Linked DNA regions of Mus musculus: regions 1 and 3 are each linked to region 2. A link is a contact called in public HiChIP or PLAC-seq data. All regions are on one chromosome and are shown on one strand. Each heading gives the region's core, a stretch centred on a gene start, on an enhancer-like site or on the middle of the called end of the contact. The rest is flanking DNA. Distances are from core to core; before and after follow the strand shown.

The links. HiChIP or PLAC-seq counts read pairs in DNA pulled down with a chosen protein or histone mark.
Region 1: an H3K27ac HiChIP or PLAC-seq map of embryonic stem cells shows a contact between it and region 2, with 4 times the contacts expected there. The contact joins two enhancer-like sites. A contact is called at or near these places in 16 of 484 Hi-C or Micro-C datasets (B cells, the N1E-115 cell line, bone marrow-derived macrophages and 11 more), 17 of 115 datasets of contacts at active chromatin or transcription factors (the HPC-7 cell line, bone marrow-derived macrophages, embryonic basal ganglia and 7 more) and 2 of 9 other capture datasets (adipose tissue and liver).
Region 3: a contact with region 2 is called in an H3K27ac HiChIP or PLAC-seq map of embryonic stem cells, with 4 times the contacts expected there. The contact joins two enhancer-like sites. A contact is called at or near these places in 3 of 39 promoter capture datasets (HPC-7-derived erythroid cells, hematopoietic stem and progenitor cells and pre-B cells), 1 of 484 Hi-C or Micro-C datasets (embryonic stem cells), 2 of 115 datasets of contacts at active chromatin or transcription factors (both in embryonic stem cells) and 1 of 9 other capture datasets (liver).

Annotation. Positions count from the first base shown.
Region 1 is chr16:90,164,118-90,168,678 of GRCm38.p6, reverse strand. No RefSeq gene overlaps it. Among named protein-coding and RNA genes, the nearest start is that of Gm10789, 24 kb to the right of the region's middle. Within about 2 kb of position 2,923, at least 9 of the 459 cell types and tissues checked have an H3K27ac peak or open chromatin away from gene starts, as enhancers often do. A contact at or near this core is called in embryonic stem cells, where this site is marked.
Region 2 is chr16:89,861,858-89,866,009 of GRCm38.p6, reverse strand. It overlaps Tiam1 (T cell lymphoma invasion and metastasis 1), which reads left to right. Exons shown (of 28, transcript NM_009384.3): 8 at 591-776. Among named protein-coding and RNA genes, the nearest start is that of Gm52239, 70 kb to the right of the region's middle. Within about 2 kb of position 2,544, at least 28 of the 459 cell types and tissues checked have an H3K27ac peak or open chromatin away from gene starts, as enhancers often do. A contact at or near this core is called in embryonic stem cells, where this site is marked.
Region 3 is chr16:90,289,753-90,294,342 of GRCm38.p6, reverse strand. No RefSeq gene overlaps it. Among named protein-coding and RNA genes, the nearest start is that of Scaf4, 7.5 kb to the right of the region's middle. Within about 2 kb of position 3,147, at least 11 of the 459 cell types and tissues checked have an H3K27ac peak or open chromatin away from gene starts, as enhancers often do. A contact at or near this core is called in embryonic stem cells, where this site is marked.

The sequences.
Region 1 (4,561 bases), core at 1,674-4,173, 300 kb before region 2:
TGGGGAGGCCTGCTTCCTCATCATTTCCTTGTGAACCTGTACATTTTCCCTGTGAGAGGAAAAATGTGTTCAGTAGAGTAAGTAGGAAATAGGGTTTTAACAAAGAGAAACAGTGTATGTGGGAGAGGAGAGCTAGACTCTGTGTACCTGGAAAGTATGTACCAAAGGGCTTGGGCCAGGGAGAGCCTGACTCTGTGTACCTGGAAAGTATGTACCAAAGGGCTTGGGCCGGCACAGTAGAACCCTTTGAGAGGTCTTGAAATCCTTTCTGTGATGTACCTTCTTCTTTCCACACCTAGTCACTTTCTGTAGTCCAAACACATCTATTTTAGAGACATAGCTGTCATGTAGTCCAGGCTGGCCTTAGGTTTGCTAAGTAGCTGAGGTTGGCCTTGAACATCCAATTCCTGATCCTCCTATGCCACCATTTCCAGCTAGAAGATTTGTCTGTTCTTTCTTTCTTAAACGTTTATTTTTGAGGTCATATATCCATTTGTTTCCTTGACTGGCCTTGAACTTGTGGCCCTCCTACCTCTGCTTCCCAAGTGCTGGCATGATAAGAATTCACCATTGTACCACCCAACTTAAAAGTCACAGATTACTAGAGTCTGCTCTGAGAGCTCCAGGGAAGGTCTCATTAGAACGCAGAGACTATATGTACATTTCCACAAGGTCCCGGTGATGTCCAAATTCCTGGTCCCGAGGAACACAATGTGCATGAAAATCGGTCCAGTTTTCTCCTGTTCATCACAAAAAGGGATTTCCAAGCTTAGCACCCTTGTAATACCAGTATATGCCAGCAGGTGTCAGCAGTGCACTCTGAGAGGCACGTTAGACGCTGTTCCTTTAGGACCCTAGATATGTTTCCAAAACGGAGACAGCGGAGTGGACTCCTGCCCAGTACTTTCACAGTCTTTGTTCTTTATGATTTTGAAAGCATTTGTTCACGTCTTGCTGGAAATGTGGCTCTTGGGGTTTTGTTATTGTTCATTCGGTTTGGCCTTTGGCTTTTTACACAGGATTTTGTGCAGCCCAGGCTGGACTACTGGACTAACACCTCCTGAATCTTTTGCTTTCACGCCTCAAGTACTGGGATTACAGCACTGTCAGGGCTCAGTTTTCAGATGGCGTTTTCACACATTTTCTTTGTCTTTCTTTTAGAATTTACTTTTATTTTAAAGTGTGTGTGTGTGTGTGTGTGTGTGTGTGCTCGCAGTGCGGCCTCTCACACATACATAAGCCCAGATGCCTGAGGAGTCCAGAGCTAAAGTCATAGGTCGATGCTGGGAACCAAACTCGAGTCCTCTGCAAGAAGAGTAATCAATCACTCAACTGCTAAGTCAGCTCCCCTGCCCTTTACGCATTTTCTTACTTCCAGAGGAGTCTTTGTTTCTGTCAACTCTCCCATTTTACAGGTGAGAAAGTAAAGGTACAGAAAGAATACAGTGACTTGTCTAATACATTGAAGCTGGAGGAGGGAGAGGGAGTCAACACTGGGCGTTTATGCAAAATGCCCCAGTTCGGAAAGAAAGGAAAACACTGCTCCAGGATTTTATTTTATTTTATTTTATTTTATTTGCATTAAGCTTTGTTCTTCTTAGCAAAACTAAAAGCTAGATAAGCATTCTGGGTACTCCCTGGTTCTGATTAAATGCTACTCCTGGTTCTGACAGAACTTCTGTGGGATACATTGTCTATCTTAGATAAAATCTAAGAGAGTCACACGTTCTACCACCACGGTAACTAAGGAATCCCTCTCCAGCACTTGACACCAAAGCCCCCTCCCTGGATCTGTTAGAAGCTGGTGAGGAGGAAAGAAATTGGAGCGTATCAGGTTAAACAAAGGTTTGTCTGTGCCTGGGTGTAGGGGTGTCCAGGAGACTTGATGTCCCATCTTCTGGAACTCCTCGGTTTGTGCAGCCTCAGCCACGTTGTCCCCTGTCCCTCCCAGTCCTCTGCCCCCATCAAAGGGGGCACAAAGAGGCCAGTGTCATCGTGGAGGCCAAGCAGAGTGGATTTGCTGACAGACCTCAGGGGAGAGAGAGCTGTGAATGATGGCTACTGCCCCTTCTGGCTCCAGAAACCTCACAACTGGAGTGTTTTCCACAGTGCTCATGTGGGGGCCTCAGTACGGAGAACTAGATTAAACGATATTACTGTGGTCAAACAAATCTGAGAAGTGTTGGTTTCAATGAAGTGAAATGAATTCTCTTTCTGCAGCAGGGCTTCTCAGAGCTGCTGGGCTGGGCTGGGGAGTGAACTGTGCCTCCCTTCGTGAGATTGAATAACGTTCGTCTGTGCTTGGAACACCTGACACAGAACCCTGGAAAATCGGAGTAGTTCATCTTTCTCTGAGGACTGCGCAGGCTTCATGATCATGTGACCAGAGCAGTTGCACAGGGTCCCGCAGTGGCACCTGTGTTTAATACGGTGCCATCACCACCTTGGATTCTTTGTTATCATAAGTATTGTTTTCTTGGGACACTGTCTCATGATGAAGCCTACTGTGACCTCAAGCTCACAATCTTCCTACAGTAACCTGTATATGGGCTGGAGAGGTGGCTCAGCGGTTAAGAGCGCTGGCTGCTCTTCAGAGGTCTTGAGTTCAAATCCCAGTCAACCACATGGTGGCTCACAACCATCTGTAATGGGATCTGATGCCCTCTTCTGGTGTGTCTGAAGACAGCTACAGTGTACTTATAATAAACAAACAAACAAACAAACAAACAAATAAAAACACCACCACCAACAACAAAAAATATCTGTACCGTGCTGGGATCACAGGTCTATGCCATCCTGTTTGAAACCTGTGAGGTTTGAACACGGGACCTTGCGTTTTGATTCTGTACTGGGTTGTGTAGTTTAGCTGGCCCTGCTCAGGGGTATGGGAAGAACAGATGGAGCCCAGAGAAGGGAGGGCCCCTGGTTGTTTCTCCTTTTGTTCCAGCGTCTTCTCTCCCTGCTTACTCTCTCCTGTTCTTACATTGTTTCTCTTTGTTGCGCCCTCCATTGTCTCCCCCACCCCCACCCCTTTACTCCTTTGTCTTCCACCTGTGGCCAACCAGTCCCAGAAAGGATTTAAGAAGCAGATGATTCAGCCTGACCTTGGGGTCCTCAGCCACCACCCTCCTGTTTAACCTTGCTCCATTTTCTAATGCATCTTCTTTTTTATCCCTAAAGGTTTTTTTTTGGGGGGGGGGGTGTTTTGTTTTGTTTTTTGAGACAGGGTTTCTCTGTATAGCATTGGCTGTCCTGGAACTACATTGTAGACCAGGCTGGCCTTGAACTCTCGGAGATCCACAAGCCTCTGCCTCCTGAGTGCTGGGATTAAAGTCATGTGCCACTGTGCCCAGTAGAAGATTTTTATTTTTTTTTTTAAGTGCGTGTGTGCACGCACGTGTGCACGCACGTGCATGCGTAGTGCCAGCAGAGGTCAGAGGCGTTGGATCCTCCAGTTATAGGTGATTGTGAGCCACCCAGTGTGGGTCTTGTGCAAGAGCAGAGCAGTCTGTGCTCTTAACGACCCACGCTATCTCTCCAGCCCACACCTTGCCTTTGTTAATACTCATGTTGGCACCAAGAGAAACACATTTCAAAACACTGTATGGGATAAAAGAAGATGTATTGGCTCTTTGCAACCGCAGCATATGGATGGGTGGAAACTACTGCAGGTAGAGCTGGATTCAGGATTCCAAGTGATTCTCTTCGAGCCCCTTTCCTCTGAGATCCCCACTGCTGTGGGATCTGTTATCTGGCCAGATCTTTCCTCGGGAAGTCTGAGATGGTGTCATTTGAAGACAAGAATGAATGTCCTTCAGTCCTTGGGTTACACAGCAAAACTGGAGGGGAAATTCAGAATGACCTAGTTTATGCACTTGCCCCTGGAGTGCCCTGGAGTGAGTGGGTCATGTGCCAGACTGTGTGGTCCAGTGATGATGGCTGTGGTGAGGACTCCAGCAACGCCACTTAGGGGAGCTGTCTGTGGACAACAGGCTTCTAGCACTAGCAGAATGGAGAGACTGTGTCCTACAGAGGGAAAAAGCAAGTCCTGGCGACAGACCGAACCTCCTTTGTCTTCTTCCACGACAGTCCTCCTTGCACACTCGTGCCGTGGTTGGGCTAGCCTCTGTGCACTGCAATCGCTAGCCTCCTTCTTTCCCTAAAGTGCACCCAGCCCCTCAGGCTGAGCTATAATGGATGCTCACAAAGTCCTGAGTTTGTTTTTCAGAATTCCACAAGTACTGTATTTACATAATTTCCACCCTCCTTCTCCCCTTGTTGGCCTCATGACCTATTCTTCTATATAATTATTATTGTTTCTCTCCCAACACACACCCCGGAGTCCGTTCAGTTGTTGTTCTGGGTAAATAGTTACAGCTGCTCTCTTGGGAGTACACAACCCCTCCGAGGACCTGGCCTTGACTGGTTTTCCTTTCTAAGCTCTCTGTAGCTCTTCATCCAGGGGAAAGCCATGTGAGATTTTCTCCATCCACCTTGACTGTCAACTATGTGATCACTATGCAGGGCTTTGTTTAGGTGACCATACTGTTGAGATGTCTTA
Region 2 (4,152 bases), core at 1,295-3,794:
ACACGTGTGTGGGCACTAGCTGTGGGTGGGACCCCTTACCCAGTATCTGGGTCTCCACCACTGACAGCTTCCTACCTCCAACCCTTTCTTACCACCCCGTGCTTACCGTGTTTACCAAAGCCTTTAGTTTATTTGCTTTTGACCTTTAACTGACTTTCTTTTTCTTTTCTTTCCTTGGTAAAAGCTCTCTCTTAGCCCACATGAAAGTTCCCTGGTACTGGGAATCCCTCCATTTTCATTCCTTCCATCTTAGGTTAGTGGTCAGAAATTACACACACACACACACACACACACACACACACACACACACTCTCCATGACCCATGACATCTTGGCTAGGAGAGCACCAGTAACTAACAATGTACTTTGTTTCTGATACTGAGTTTATGGTTACAGGTCTTTGTAAACAAGAGCGCATGCACCCTAAGAGACACCCCCCCCCCCGTTGTTTACCCTCTGGGATTATAATTGTGCCTTACGATAAACAGATCTGCAAGGCTCTTGGAGAAGACGGTGGCTAACGTTTGCTCTTACCTTCCCTGACCCTTTTCTCTCCCCCTGTCTCCTCCCCCCCCCCCCCCACGACTGTAGATCTTCGTTTGGGAGCAGAACCTCGAACAGTTCCAGATGGACCTGTTCCGATTCCGCTGTTACCTCGCCAGCCTCCAGGGCGGGGAGCTGCCAAACCCCAAAAGGCTGCTTGCTTTTGCGAGCCGGCCCACGAAGGTGGCCATGGGCCGCCTCGGGATCTTCTCCGTGTCATCTTTTCATGCCCTGGTGAGTAGAAGCAAGTGACTTTTGGGGAATATTCACCTCAAGGCTTACTCCTGAACAGGACCTGACAGAGATTCTGTAGCGTCCCCTGGTTCTGGCTCATACAGATTTCCAAAAAGGCTTCACTTGGCAGGTCATGCAAAAAATTTATTTGAACCTTTGTGGAAATGCGCTTACATAAATCTCTCTGGATAGGGCTGAAACTATTGTGTAAAGGAAACTCACACTCCTACCCCCTGTCCATAGTATAGGGAATTGCAGCTCTCCCACAGATCTTTGTGGAGACTGGAGGTCTCACTCTGTCATAGTTTGATGGCTGCAACTATATGGTGTGTTTGAGGAAGGCCAAGTTTCAGTGAGGAAGTAGCCGAACACTTGCTCTCCTAAAGAAGGAGGCTTTTGTCTGACCCCGAGAGCAAGCAGCAGGTTGTGTGCTGTACTGTGTTGACAATCTGTAATCTTGAACACTTGCTAAATTACAAACAGCTTTGTGTACTTTGGGTCCATTTCTGCCAAAGGGGAAAAACAACCCGTGTACAAGCAACACGTTGTAGCCAATGTAGGGAGACGTCCTCATAATGTAGGGGTACCGCACCCGTGACACATTTGCTGTCGAATTAGATAGATGTTAAATGTTAGGGTCCAGACAGAGCTGCCCTGGGAAGTCTCAGCTGAGTGACAGCTGAGCCCTCCACCGAATTCTGAGCTATAATTCTGCCCAAGGTGTGTTTGCATTCTTTGTAAATAGATTTGTATCATCATTCAGATAGTTAGAAGGAGATTTACATTTTGAAAGCGGTCTTAAACACCAATTTCTAGAGTTTGTTAAAACCGTCATATCTGCTAATTTCATCCCTACTTGCCCATCTCTCTGGCTGTTACAGTTTTGTTTTTGTCTGTAATAGCTGGGTGAGTGAGGACTAAGACCTGAACCCAGTTTTCACCAATGGCACGGGCTAGGTCTGTTATAGTTTTTAATTTAGCCAAATCTTCATTCTGTGTGGGAAGAAAATATGAGATGAAAATTTTCACTTTGCTCCTGTTAGAATATCCTAATCAAAAGTATTTATTTTTATTAACAAGCAAGCTCAGGTGAGGCACCACCTCTCGAACTCCAGTATCCACACCCCTTAAACTTCTGTGCTTTGATTTTTTTTCTTATAAGACATTGGAGCTTATGTCTCTGAAACAGACAAGGAGAAGCCATTGAGCCACTTGTCGTAATTGATTTTTGATCTTCTAAACTCGCCCTCTTAATGTCTATGAAGTGTGCACGCCTCATCTGGTGACAGGTGTGTGAAATCTGCCCCATTGAAGAAGTTGGTAACTCTGACGGGTCTTTTTGCTCAGTTATTTGGACGAATGCTGTTTAATTCCCTAAGTCTGCTTCTCTGTTGCTCTCTTCTGTTTCTTGCTGACTGCCTCGCCAGCGCAAACCTTGGTTTTGGTGTCCATGCATCCTGGCCTTTCTGCAGCAGGGCTTTGACTTGAGACAGAACACGTTAGGTCACTCTGTTGGGTATCTTGTTCTATTTTCTGCCCGGGCTCTTGAAGAACAACACAGGCAGGGAATTTCATTCTGATCCATTGGACACCCCGCCCCCCAATCTCTCCTTGTCATTTGACCCTAAGAGTCCCCTCCTCTCAATGGGAGCGGAATCATTCTTCAATTTCTCCTTTGTCTAGGATGTACCCCCCTCCTTTCAAGTGGGGCCGGAGGAGGTGCAAGGGTTCCAGGGCCAGGGGAGGGCTTTGAGCTACAATGGGAGTCCCATTCACTAGGAGAGCCTCAGCCCTGCTGAGTGATTTGCCTTCATTAACTGAAGGGTCCCCACTGTAGTCTTTGAAGAAAGGTTATCATTGTTCTTGTTTGCACGGATGGGCTGACTGATAGATAGTCAGGTGACCGCCACAGAGGAGCCATTGTCTGGGCTGATCATTGAGAAACTTCTGAGCTCTTGTCCAGCAGTTCTGCCAGCTGTTTTTCTATACTCCTCAGTCATTACTGTTTTGAGAGGGGTGGGGATGGGGCTGGGGGAGGTGGCTACCAGTACCTTTTAGGGCCTTCTCACTTGAAAGTACCTGCTAGAGTCTTTGAGCAGCCTGAGTCAATCAGCCAGGCAGGCAGGCAGGCAGGCAGGCAGGCAGGCAGGCACTGAGTGTGTTGGTAGGTAGCACAGGTTTATCTTTTCTGTGCTTTTCTTCCCTCCTGAGACTATAAACACAAGAGTTCGTTGCAGCCAAGGTAATGGATTATAAATAAATAAATAAATAGATTGATTGATTGATTGACAAATCCATGCACGCGCCTGACGTATGTCAGCTGCTAGCCTTGTGATGAGGGTTAAAAGAGCAAAGAACACAGAGTCTGCCCTACTGGAGCCTTGGGTTCATGAAGGCAAGACGGGGAGAGGGACACCTGCAGTTAATGGAATATGGTTAAGTGCAAACAGTGAGGCATGCTGGGAAGGAAATGTGCAGGCTACCACACCCCCGCTGTGATAGTCACCCCTCAGCATCCTCAGAAGAGTGGCATCAGGAGCCCCTCAGATACCCAAGGGGGTGGTCAAGTGCCTCACACCACGTGCTGTGCTCACTGTTCCCACATAGTCGGGTCTTACCCTCCCCCACACTTTGAACCATGTGCAGGCTACTTAATAAAACACGTAATGCAGTGCAATGTCCTTAGACGACATTGTTTACTGAACGGCGATGGGGAAGCTGTCTCAACATGCTCAATGCATATGGAACATGAATAATTTTGATCTGAGGTTGCTTGAATCCACAGATATGGGGTTCTCACCCCTCCTGGTGTGTAGCATGAGGGCAGACAGACCGACAGACACTGTACTTAGAAGTAGCCTTTGCTGTTTGCAAATTCACTGAGACCAAACAGCTGGATTTTTTTTTTTTCCTTTTTCAGGCTTTGTTTTGTTTAGGGTTTTAAAGTTCAGCACCATTTCTTCTGTGTCTACACAGAACACACGTGTGTCAGCATGTTCTGATCTAATCATGTCACAACCTTTGTTTGCCTTCGACTCAGAAAGTTGAGACCAGAACATCTGACATGTTTTATGATGCGTTCTTTTTGTAGGACTCCCCCCCCCCCCCACCACCAAATACCTAAAGAATAAATGTAGGTTAAAATCTTTCTCATAAAAATTCTCACGGGAATCTTGACTCCCGCTTCTTAATGCCCTGATCTGTCTCTTAAGTGCTTAGCTGAGACAATGCAGGACCCCACGGCTCTCATCCTTGGGTTTGTCTCTGAGTCCAAAACCCTTCTCCCTAATACCCTGAGAGAAGCTGTCTGGCTCCAGTCCTCATGCATGTGAGGGTCCGTGCTTGTCTACTCTCTGGGATTCTGCTCTGTTGATAC
Region 3 (4,590 bases), core at 1,898-4,397, 430 kb before region 2:
CGGATACCAGGCTCAACAGAGCCATGTGGGCCAAAGGAAGAAGGAAAGGTGCATGTCATCTTTGGGTACCTTTGTCCAGAAAAGGTACCGAGGATAAAGTTCTGGCAAACAAGCCTTGTACTATGATAACCTAGGTCCCCATTACCACACGCAAAAGCCTATAGACAGCTGATGTGGATGAGAGCTAGCTGCTCAGTGACAAAGTCATAAAACCTACAACAACACAAATGCAATTCCCTCCCATTGCACGGAAAAGAAAAGGAAGGCACAGAGAGGTGGAGAAGGCTACCTAAAGTCTTAGTTCTTAGTTCCCTAAGTCAGGTCAGTGTACAAGCTGTGGTCCTGACACCCTTGCAGCTGGTTGTGAATTTATATTTATATTTCATACTGTGCACATGGAGATGCTGTGTCACTTGCCTTTGGGGCTGGTGAGATGGCTCAGTGAGTAAGAGCACAGACTGCTCTTCCGAAGGTCCTGAGTTCAAATCTCAGCAACCACATGGTGGCTCACAACCATCTGTAATGAGATCTGACGCCCTCTTCTGGAGTTTCTGAAGACAGCTATAGTGTACAGCTTTTGTCTTCACAGTTATTAGCATCTATTGAATAGAGAGGGAGACTACCAATCACAAGGCAGTGGACCTCGAAGAGAAACAGTTCATTTGATGGTTTTTGTTTTTGTTTTGTTTTGTTGTTTCGATTTGTTTGCTTGTTTGTTTGTTTTAATTAAGAAAATCAGCACACAGGAAATGAAGCATTTATAGTAGAATTCAAATCTGCTCATGCAGTTTAGAGTCAGTGTGACCCTTCAAGTGACCTATGGTCTCCATGGTAAAGGCTTGGTCCCAAGAGAGATATTACTAGGAAGTAGTGGGCCTTATAGCCAAGTGAGCCCTGGATGGTCACCATTCCTCTTTTTTTTTTTTTTTTTTTTTTTTTTTAAATGGGGCTTTTTTTTTTTTTTTTTAAGATTTATTTATTTATTTATTATATGTAAGTACACTGTAGCTGTCTTCAGACACTCCAGAAGAGGGCGTCAGATCTTGTTACAGATGGTTGTGAGCCACCATGTGGTTGCTGGGATTTGAACTTCAGACCTTCGGAAGAGCAGTCGGGTGCTCTTACCCACTGAGCCATCTCACCAGCCCACCATTCCTCTTTCTCTTCTGCTTCCTGGCCTTGTGTTGAGTGGCTTTGCTCTGCCACACACTCCCAACTTGGTGGACTGCCACAGGTCTAAAGCAATACGGATGACAGGCTGAAATCTCCATGCCTGGGAGCCAAACTAGACCTATCTCTATAAATGGATCTTTCACACATATTTACGACAGTACCAGAAAGCTGACCACCACATAGATGAATATAAAAGCTGTCTCAGGGCTGGTGAGATGGCTCAGCAGGTAAGAGCACTGACTGCTCTTCTGAAGGTCCTGAGTTCAAATCCCAGCAACCACATGGTGACTCACAACCACCTGTAATGAAATCTGATGCCCTCCTCTGGAGAGTCTGGAGACAGCTACAGTGTATTTACATATAATAAATAAATAAATAAATCTTTTTTTAAATGTTAAAAAACAAACAAACTGCTGTCTCTTCATTCCCCTGGCTTTTATGATTTTTTTTTGACAGGTGTGAAATAATTTGATAATAAAAATTGTTTGCTCATCAGTTAAGAGCACTGACTGCTCTTCCAGAGGTCCTGAGTTCAATTCCCAGCAACCACATGGCTCACAACCACCTGTAATGGATTCTGATGCCCTTTTCTGGGGTATGTGAAGACAGCTACAGTGTACTCATATATGTACAATAAATAAATATATTTTTAAAAAGATAATAAAAATTGTTGCACTAGAAGCTTAATATCAAGAAAAACAGATTCGTGTTACCTAAAGTTGTATTACAAATCAGTTCCCCAGGGGCTTCCTTGCAGCCACCGCCATGGCCGCTGCCTCCTCCTCCTCACCACCACCATCATCATCATCATCATAGTACAGCAGCTCAAAGGGAGAGAAAGGTGGAGAGGCCGCTTGTCTTTCACTTGTACAAGCATTTCTTAATATTTCTTAGTACCTTGTTCATATAAATGATATGAAATGAAGTATTAATATACTGCCTTAAGTTAAAGTTCCTCTCTTACACTAAAAAACTATATTTCATTCCTTCATCAATTACTACTAATTTATTTTATATCAGTATCTATAATTGTCATGATGTCATCTAATCCATATTCACGCTGCTTTCTTTGTACAAGACAACATCGGTTACTATAAAGGAACTCCAGTTTTGGAGAATATCAATAAGAGTTGGAGCCCCCAGCTTGCACCCCACCCCAACAGGGCCCAGGGAATCTCGTTCCTCCCCCTCTTCAGCCCCTCGCACCCAGAAAGCCTCCTAACAGAAAAGGTGACAAAAATCCAGATCCCACATTCCTGACATTCTTGAAACCTGTCCCAGCCCCCTTCACCTGAAGTCACCAGCCACCTGGAGCCACCCCACCCCATAAGCCCAGCAAGTGGCAAACAAGTCATTTTCCTTTACCTACAGTCTAGAAAAATAAACTTCCACGCCATAGTCCGCTTGTGACTTTTTCTGCTTTCGTCTCTAAGACTGACTGAGGAACTTTCCCGGGCACCCATTCCCAAATAAACCTGCCTTCTTAACTTTTAATTGGCTTATTTTTTTTCAGCGGAGGAAATCTATAAATATTCATAGGTGATTCTACATTGGTTCAATCAAGATATCCTCAATGACAAAACCCAGAAAAATAAACAATTCAAGCCTGTGTGAGCAACCACAATTGCACTGGCTCTCATAATTGCAGATTTGCAATTAAATCAGGCTTCGGAGTTGCCTTAGAACAGTGGATCGACTCTGGTGTCCTTAGTGCGGTGTCTCCCCACTATCCTGTGGCAGCTTCATTCTCACAGGTGTCCAGATGCTGGCAAATACCACGCGCGGAATGCGCTGCTGATGTCTCTCACAGGCTCTCTAGAATAGGAACAAGGTTTTCCCGGGACCCACGGAGTAGGTGATCTTGTTGCTCTTTAGACCAAATGTAGCAGATACCCATTCCTGAGCCAAGGTCTGTGCTCAGAGGAACAGCGTGAACTATGCGATGTCTAATTTTCTGAACAAGTCACTGGCAAAGGGGTTCCGGTTAGCATTCCTGTTAGGCTCCGCCCAACAGTTATCTAGCAACAGCCAGGTAGGTCTGGCTTGCTATAAAAGGGACTGTTTGGCCTCTCTTCTCTCTCTCTCTGACCTCTTTCTCCCTCTTCCCTCCCTCCTTCCCCGCCTTCATGTCTTCCTGGCCGGCTCCCCTCTCCCCCACCCCACCTCCCCACCCCGTTCTCTCTGCATGTGTCCTTCTCTGCCCCCTCTCTCTCCCTGCCTCTACTCCTTTCTCAATACCTTCTCCTCTGCCCTTAAATAAATGTAAATAAACGATTCTATAGTACACCTGTTGTGTGGCTGGTACCTTGGGAGGGAGGAGGGATGCCTCAGCACGGGCCCTCTGAGGTTCTCCCTCCTAGGCTACCATACTGAGTTCTCTCTACAAGACACTTTCTTGGTTTTTTAAAACACATCAGTTATATTGTTAAAGATCACTTGGAGAAATCTTGGGCCACCTTTTGGGATGAGATTAATTTATTTTTGTTTTTGTTTTGGTTTTGGTTTTGGTTTTGGTTTTGGTTTTTCGAGACAGGGTTTCTCTGTGTAGCCCTGGCTGTCCTGGAACTCACTTTGTAGACCAGGCTGGCCTGGAACTCAGAAATCCGCCTGCCTCTGCCTCCCAAGTGCTGGGATTAAAGGCGTGTGCCACCATGCCCGGCGAGATTAATTTTTGAAACTTCATGGATATTAGGTGACAGAAGAGGTGTAGACCGGCAAGACTGGCTCAGCAAAGAAGGGTGCTTTGCTGACAAGCCTGACACCTGCGTTCCACAGCTGGGACCAAAAGAGTGGAAGGAGAGAGCCAATCCCCCAGAATTATCCCATCTCAGGAAAATAAAAATAATAAATAAATACTGTTTTTAAATGGAAACTATGGCCAAATAAAAGCCGAACCTTGGACTAGAAGAAATCCCACATTCCTTTGTTGTTTCTTCTTTACGTGGCCATGACAAGTCACTTAAGAGGTGGGTTGATTTTTGCCTTATGGTTTCAGAAATTTTGGTGTACAGTTCTTCAGCCCCATCGCTGTGGGCCTACAGTGAGGTGGTGGTTCATCATGATGGAGAGCCAAGCTACTCATTTCTTGAAGCAAAAGTGGCAGGAAGCAGCTAGGACAAAACAGAGGACTGACTCCACTCTCTCAGTGGCCTACTTCCTCCTAAAGGCGTCTACCACCTCCCCAAAGAGTGCCACCAGGGGCTGCAGAGGTGACCCAGTGTGTAAAGGAAGCCATGGGCTCAACACAAGGCACTGCCCAAAATGAGAAGCACAGAGGGCAAAAGAGTACCACCAACTGGGGAGCGAGGAGACTTCAACCAGGTGCCTAGAAGGGACATTTCAAATCCAAGCCAAAGCAAGTCCTGGCCTCACTCCCAATGAGAGGAGTGGGAGCCAAAGACAGAAAACCACTGTTTC